2 separate regions of the Xenopus tropicalis genome follow, and region 2 is linked to region 1. Evidence: chromatin contacts called from public Hi-C data. All regions are on one chromosome and are shown on one strand. The core of a region is the stretch at or near the end of the contact, and the rest is flanking DNA. Distances in the headings are between cores, read along the strand shown.

Region 1 (4,119 bases), core at 512-3,011:
GAGGTGCCTAACATTTTAGCAGCCCCAAGTTAATCAAGCTTCCCTTTTCCTTTAATACAATTTCAGTAGTTTGTAGAAGACAATGTATTTGCATGCTGGCTTTCATTGGTCCTGAATTGCTGCTGGTCTGTTTGTTTCCTTGCACAGAAACCTGTGACTGCTCCTATCAATATAGCACATAATAAATAGAGATTTAGTCTAGTCCAGTATAATTTATTAATCTCCTGGTAGCATCAGCCACATATGTTTTGGTCTAAACCTTCTAGCACAGCCATTACAAGCTTTGATAGCAGTGGATATTAAAAGATTTTATTTGTCCTGTTCCAGGTTTTCTTACAGTCTGTGACCAGAAGCTCTACAACCGACAAAAGCACTGTACAACACCATTCTTGTTTTTATAGACTATACCCATAATCATTAAAGAAAGCTATCATTTTGTGAGGATAGGTCTTCTTAGCCCTAGAACTGTCTACCATTCTTAAAGGTTATTAGCCCTAGCACAGTATTCCATTGTGCAGGTTATTAAAGCTCTCAGCATAGATTCTGCCTGATTAGTTCTGTTTGTATAACGAAGAGCTAAACAAATCCGATATGATAAACTTCTGTAAAGATTTCTCTATTTAAAATGCCTAATGAGTACCTTTCTGAATATATTGCCCCCAGTGCTAATATATTAGTACAGGTTGTTAAGAATGTCAGCTAAGAGCTGTGGTCTTGTGGAACTGATTAGTATTGCTGTGGCTAAAGGTAGCAAAATTTTCTGCATTTGGCTTACCATTTTGACTGTTTTAAATCTGAATTAGAATTCAACATATGAGACCATATTTATTGTTCTGTGCTGCGTATTCTTTATAAATTATCCCAGCTTAACTGCCCTTGTATGGGCACTAATGACGGGTCTGCCGACTGACATCTGGCCTGAAATTGGGCAAATCTCGATCGGGCAGGTTTGAAAATTAGTCGGATTGGGGACCGCATTGGCTCGTTGATGCCTATACCCATCATTCCAATTCGATCGTTTGGTCCCAGAGCCAAATGACCGAATTAGCCCAATATCCCCTCCCTTAGCATATCTTAGTGTGTATGGCCATCTTTATTGTTATGTTCAGAAGACCACATTGCAATCATCACTTGTTTTAAAGAAGCAAAAGCATTATCTTGACCTGTCCTTATATGGAGTAGTAGTTAGAGGCAATCAGAGCTGCGACGAGTATGTCTGGAAAAACTTATTGTCATGGTAACCTGGGGATGCATTTTGGCATGGTTTTTTTCTTGAGACCTAGACATGAGGTAATGTCATGTGCGAATACAAATCCTTACAAGGTCTCCACAAATATATAATTAAGGGAGATTTCTTTTTCAGCCAAGAGATTGGGGGGTGGTGAGGAAAATAGATATGCCAGGCAACGATAGAGTGCAGTAGCTGGGTGAGGAAGAGGTTAGACTAGTGGATTTAGAGAAAAGAGGATTTGTAAAGCAGGATATTATGAATAGATATTATAATAGATGTATCTAGGCCAGATAGAATATAAAGAAGGACACCAAGCAAATATTAAAGAAAGATAAAAATGTGTTTAATAATTGAATGTTGTGCCATTTACAAGGTATTACACCTGAGGGCCTGGGGACATTCTGTACTGTAAGTGTCTTTGACTTGGCATTCAGAATGCTTGAACGCTCATAGGCCAGGCAAATGTGCGTGAAATAAGCATTTTAAATATTTCATGTTTTTTAATGTTCCAATTGGCTATAGCAGGTAACATTTTAATTCTGAATATAATTAAGAATGCCATATACACACTATTGTTGGCCATATACAGACCAGTGTCGGCAACTTGTATGGAGCCAAAATGATGGTCTCCCTGAACATTATCTGAGTTTAGTCAGATATTGATTGGTCTTCAAAAAACTGCATTTTACTTTTTTTTACTATTTTACTTAGGCTACTGTCCTTTCCTGATAAATCTGCACAGAGCTTCATGTGATTTTGTTATTATCTAAACAATTGGGTAAGACCCTAACCCTTTTGCAGGGTTTACTCTTTTCTTAATGGCTGTAAAATAGAAATTTACACCTAAGGTTTTACTCTCGGTCTTTTGGTAAATATTGGTTTATGAAGGGACATAAGGGCTATTAGTTTACTTTATTTTTTCCACACCAAAATTAGTGGAAGTGATATTGGGCATAATAGCTATGAAAATAAGATTATTAAAAATATTTGGACTGTGTGGTTACTACTGGTCTAGTTTCATTTTGTCCCGAACTGAACACTCTCTGTGACCTATTTCATTTCTGCATATAAATATTCATTTATTGTTACGTTGAGCCCCTCACTGTTTCTCCTTGGTCACTTATTGTAACAGTAATATAGCATGCTTTGTATAACTTTAAATGTATTTACATTTATTTTTGTTACCCCTCATACACTTACTCATTTTTCTGTGTACCTCCACCCCCAGTTTCCTGGATGTGGAATGCTTCCTCTCCTCCCTCTCTTCCCCTCGCCACATCCTGCCCAAATTACAGAAAAAGGCAGAGCAGTAAGTGAGAGGCATTGATTTAGAACGGGTGGTAACTTTACTTTCCTATAAGTCAACAGGCATGGTGAGCGGCCATTTGGTTCCCCACATTTCAGGGGGGAGATATGGAAAGGTGCTGGGGTCCCCTAACTGAGTTTTACCACAGAATTGCCTGCACTTGCTGGCATCAGGGGAGGGGTGGACAGGTAAGTGTTGGGCGAATTCCTGGTTTGTTTGTGCAAAATGTTAATGTGGGTTTATTGACTGACTGTTCCCTACAGAGAGAAAGTGAGTCACTTTTAATCACATTTATGTATATTCAAACATTCTCTATATATATATAGTCCTGCTCAATATGCAGGGATGCCTCCCACTGTCTTTGTTCTGGAGGGCGAGTATGTGGTACTAATTACATCCTAGTCTCATCTCAGCACACACTGTAATTAGCTGTTAATTACAGGATAAGACTTTAAAAAAAAGAAGTGTTCTGATTTATATGCCTTGTCTTACTTTGGTGCTTTCTTCCTTAAGTTCCAAACTTTTTACATCTGTTCTTTCCAATTTTCTCTAATTAAAGGGCCCCCTGCCAATTTTTTTTTTTCTAATATAACCTTTGTTGTCGTCTTTTGTCATTATCCATTTCTGTCACCCCCTTTCTGCTTTTCTCTGTTTTTCTCCCCCACACTATTTATCTTTTCCCCAACCATGAGTTTTAGCTATAATTGTTAGTCAATGGGAAGTTGAAAACAAATTGTGTAATAGAGTGTTACCACGCTGAGAAACTGCCAAGCATCTGATCCTTTAAAAACCAAACTTGTTTAAATTTAACAGTGAATGATGCAGGTCTGTAAAAGGGAATATAGTGACATTTAAAGGGATGTAAACTAATAGAAACTGATAAGATGATTGCTTCCCAGCGCACACCAGTAAATGCAACCTGCTAATTGGTTGCTATGTGTGACTACAACTGCAGCAGATTTTCACCTGTTATTACATTATCCACTATGTGCAAGACCATGTGACTGCTTTTCCACTGTGTGCCACTGGGTGTTCTAGGGATTTTGTATTAACAGTAAGGGGTAAAGGCTGTGCCAGAGAGGCATTTGTCTGCCTTGGCAGAGGGTGACACTGATAGCTTTGGAGTGTCTTTTTATAGAAACACTAAGGATATCCCCTCAAGCCCATGACATGTGGCAGGAAATCTGCCTGGGGGACCTGCTTCCTGAGCACATTCTTGTGTTTACAAGTCTGAGATCTCCTCCTAAAACAAATTCTCTTCTTTTCCCCAGACCTCACTGTAGCGTATGGCACACCTGATGTCACAATGGAATATGTGGATCCCTATACAGCCACATGATACATAACTCTCTGCTGTACCTTTAGGCAAATAAATACAGATTGATCCCTGCACCTTCATCTGTCTGTCTTATTTCTTTCTGCTCTTTTAATATCCACTGGAAAACAATGGCAGAATCATTCAACTGTCCAATTTTTTCAAAATCTGTACTTATTCTGCAAACACAATGGCACTTCCTCACCGCCCTTAAATTATTCATCTGTTTGCTATGCTTTGCAAACATGTTTCTGTCCCTACTGCCAC
Region 2 (4,119 bases), core at 561-3,060, 40 kb after region 1:
CCATATGTAAAACCCTGCTACATCTAAATAAACCATTTTCATAAAAATATACTTTTTTAGTACAGGTATGGGATCCATTATCCGGAAATCCATTATCCAGAAAGTTTTGAATTACGGAAAGTACATCTGCCATAGACTCCATTATAAGAAAATAATTCAAATTTTTGAAAATTGTTTTCTTTTTCTCTGTAGTAATAAAACGGTAATAAAACCTTGTACTTGATCCCAACTAAGATACAATTAATCCTTATTGGATGCAAAACAATCCTATTGGCTTTATTCAATATTTAAATGATTTTTAGTAGACTTAAGGTATGGAGATCCAAATTACGGAAAGATCCCATATCAGGAAAATCAGGTCCAGGTCCTGAGCATTCTGAATAACAGGTCCCATACCTGTAGTATGTGCTATTGGGTGACCATTAAATGTTGATTTTTGCTATAGATTACTGCGCCTGGGCAAACCATGTGTTTTAAGCTGGCCATACACGTGGCGATCTGACGATGTTTCGTGCGAACATCGTCAGATCCGCCACACACAGTCAGGGCTGAAACAGCAGATAAGGAGGTAGAAACAACAGGATTTCTACCTCCTTCTGCCGATTCAGCCCTGACGGCAGATTTTGGTCAGGCGCCTTCTATGGCGCCCGATCAAAATTTTCTAACCTGGCCGATCGGCGAGTCGTCCGATATCAGCAGCTTCCTGCGATATCGGTCGACTCGCCGACATGCCATACACGCACCGAATATCGTACGAAACGAGGTTTCTCAGCCTGTGCTTAAAGGGGAAGGAAAGGCAAAGTCACTTGGGGGTGCCAAAATGTTAAGCACCCCCAAGTGACTTTAACCGCTTACCTTGTACCCCGGGCTGGTGCCCCTGTTAGGAGAAAATAGCACCAGCCCGGGGCACCTGGAGCGCAGCGCTTCCTCCTTCCGCTTTCCACTTCCTAAACTGCCGGTGGCCGGGCATGCACAGTAGAGCGAAAAAGCCGACTTAAATGTTTAAGTTCGGCTTTTCACTCTACTGCGCATGCGCGCGCAGCGAAGCCGGAAGGAGGAAGCGCCGGCAGCTACCCCGGGCTGGTGCTGTTTTCTCCTGACAGCGGCACCAGCCCGGGGTAAAAGGTAGGCGGTTAAAGTCACTTGGGGGTGCCTAACATTTTGGCACCCCCAAGTGACTTTACCTTTCTTTTTCCTTTAACTGCAGGCATAGAATCCGCTCTTTGTGGTGTTAGTTTTAAATGTAAATATGCAAATTTGGTGCATTCCTACCTTAGGGTAATGTCCTATGGGTAACACAAGTCTCCCGCAATAAATGTTTGCTACGGTGGGCGACTAATCTTCCCGAAAAGCCTTTCCATCCGCAATAAAGGGAATCTGCTACTTTGTCAACCTCACTAAACAAGCAGATCTTAATGCATATGGCCAGCTTTAGGATACATTCGAATCTGTCAAAATATGTTGGGATTTGAACAAAATTCTTAGCCAAACACTGGTCCATAATCCATAATTATTATCCTTCGCTACTGTTAGTGTTTCCTTGTATGTGCCAATCAGGCCCTTTAATAAACAGAATCAAGCTGTACAAAAAACTGTAACCTGTAAAACAATTGGCTTGTTTAGTCTCCTCGTCTCTTGTAGTTTGGTTTAAAGCAGAACCAGTCTGACATTCCTGCAAATTCCTGCAAGTTAGACTCATGTGTTACTAATATAAAATGTGGGGTCTGACTCACACTCTCGTACAGGGTAGAATCAGATTACAATCTGACTTTCATACACTGCTACACTGAAGAATCAGATTACAGAGAAAGCAAGCACGGCAAGCCAATCAAACGGCAAGGTACTTATCTCGTTGCTTAGATCCATTACCGGTTCATAGCTCTCAGTGGGGCCAAAGCACCTGTTTGGTAACCAGTTCCTTTTCCACCAAACAATGCATTATATGCAGCTATGATTTCAGTGTATTTTGCTTTCATGCAAAAACTGAATAAATCATTCACTCCATATCTACATTACTGTTACCTATCTTAGTTCTTTTAAACAGTAAGGAATAAGCAAAACCACATTTTTTCATAAGAAAGCCAAATAAATCATCCACATTAAAAATGTTATGGCCGAATAGGTGTTGGTCTGTAAAAACAGACTATGTTTGTACAAGCTGTTCATAACAATGTGTTTTTCATTGCTTGCTTTGTTTTAGCTACAAACATGTTGTTTGTCTTCTGTTCAAGGACTTTATCTGGCTATGTTGGTTGGTTGTAGTTTGTTATCATGGCTTTAACCCTTATTGGCAACTTAGCTAGTCATTTTCAAGAATGGCATACCTGAAATGATTTGGTGCATCGTATTTACAACTGAGAGTATCAGTGGGGAGGGCAATCTGACCACTCCCCTAGAAAAAAATTAAAAACTTGCTGAAAGAGTACACTGCTGGTAATTTTGGGTTATTCCCCGAAAATGCTCACTGATGCATGTTTGAGCGTTAATGCAAGTGCACCGCTAGGGGTACCACAATTAAAGGGCTATATAATGGAAACGTATTTGCAGTGAGCCCATCCATGAGCCCACCCATGATCACCCATCCATGAGCCCACCCATGATCACCCATCCATGAGCCCATGAGCTCAAATTTACATGGGCAACAAGGTGCCCAGTAGAATATTGTGTCCTGAATTAACCATGGGTAATCATGCAGAGTAACCATTGCTGCTAGAACAAGGACAGCCACCATGATTAGGGACAAATGGCAGTCACACACTCCATGCTGTATTGTAGCCTGGATCTGTCAGGATGTGCATTGTTAGAGGAATGCAAGCTTAGCTGCTGCTTGCTCCTTTCTTTGCGTGAAAAGAGATTGTCAAATAAAGGCTAGGTTACAGAGGGTTTTATCATCAGGCCTTAGGGTGAAGACAAATGGAGCTATTTAGTAGCAGTTACTTGTCACGGCTACTAAATGCCAGAAAATACCCTGCCATGGACAGTACTGAGAATTGCCTCTGCTAAAACAAACATGGAGACAATAATCAGTAAATAATCAGCATTGTCTATTTTTGTAGCCATGACAAGTAGCTGCTACTAGTACTAGTAGTAGCCATGACAAGTAGCTGCTACTAGTGTGTCTTCACCCTAAAAAAATGGATCTTTAGGGCACTGGAACATGGGGGGAAAGAATTTACACTCTTGCCAGTGGGATGGCATTTCAGGGAGATTAGTCGCCTGCAGTAGAGAAAACTTATTGTGGGCCCTTGTGCCTGTGCCCTAAAGATTAATTTTTTGACATTTTTTATCATTGTTATATAGTACTACTAATTATGTTGTATACATTTTTATCTATGGCCAGTCTCTGTCCTGTTGGGATTATCTTTGATTTATAGATATTTTTAAGCACACTGACTGAAGACATTCTTCTGTACTTGGCAAGGAATTGTACGTACTCTATTATACAATTTAAATTTTGTCCTGATTTAAGAAAAACAAATTCACACATAGCAACTGTGTTTTACTTACATGTTACTTGCATGCACGGCAGCATGTAAGATTTAAATGGCTCCCCTGTGAGGGAGGGGGGAATGAACACGGGTGGCAATGCTGAACAAGCAGGCAGGTGTGCAGGTGAGCTGATAATGCAGCTATGTACGTGAGAGGCGTGAAAGGGAGGAGCAGATAATATACAGCCCCGGGGCATGGTGAGTCTGTAATGCAGGTAGGAATCCTACAGGTAGGATTTTATGTTGATTTGGGGCCTTCATGTTTACACTGAAAGTTTCCTTTGTATTTGTTTGTCTTTCTCTTAAAGTATGTCTCTTATGTAATATTGATTGCCTTTCCGAAAGGTCACTCAGCTATGCGTGTGTGTGTGAAAGTTAAACGCCAAAATAAGGTACAGTAAAGAAAAAGCAGCATAAGTTAAAGCATTACATTTACATATCATTTTAAATTAACCCACTACAATAAGTTCCTACTATTTTTTACAAAATAAAGTTCCATAACATTGTGCATTTGAAATGGGTGCTGCCCAAAAGCATGTATTGTGTGCAGTTTCACCTTCTCACCATACTTCCTTGTATCTGTAATCTGCAGTGTTAGGAACGTATTGACTTAGTCGTACAAAGCATTGCC

Evidence for each region. Hi-C and Micro-C count contacts between places; a contact is called where the count stands out from the background.
Region 2: a Hi-C map of neurula embryo shows a contact between it and region 1, with 1.7 times the contacts expected there. The contact joins the enhancer-like site here to the promoter of phldb1 in region 1. A contact is called at or near these places in 2 of 5 Hi-C or Micro-C datasets (gastrula embryo and neurula embryo).

Annotation. Positions count from the first base shown.
Region 1 is chr7:80,703,102-80,707,220 of UCB_Xtro_10.0, forward strand. phldb1 (pleckstrin homology-like domain, family B, member 1) reads left to right here and starts at 1,762. Exons shown (of 24, transcript NM_001130332.1): 1 at 1,762-2,009; 2 at 2,460-2,540.
Region 2 is chr7:80,742,886-80,747,004 of UCB_Xtro_10.0, forward strand. All of the region lies in intron 7 of phldb1 (pleckstrin homology-like domain, family B, member 1), which reads left to right. Among named protein-coding and RNA genes, the nearest start is that of phldb1, 40 kb to the left of the region's middle. Within about 2 kb of position 1,811, at least 3 of the 11 cell types and tissues checked have an H3K27ac peak or open chromatin away from gene starts, as enhancers often do. A contact at or near this core is called in neurula embryo, where this site is marked.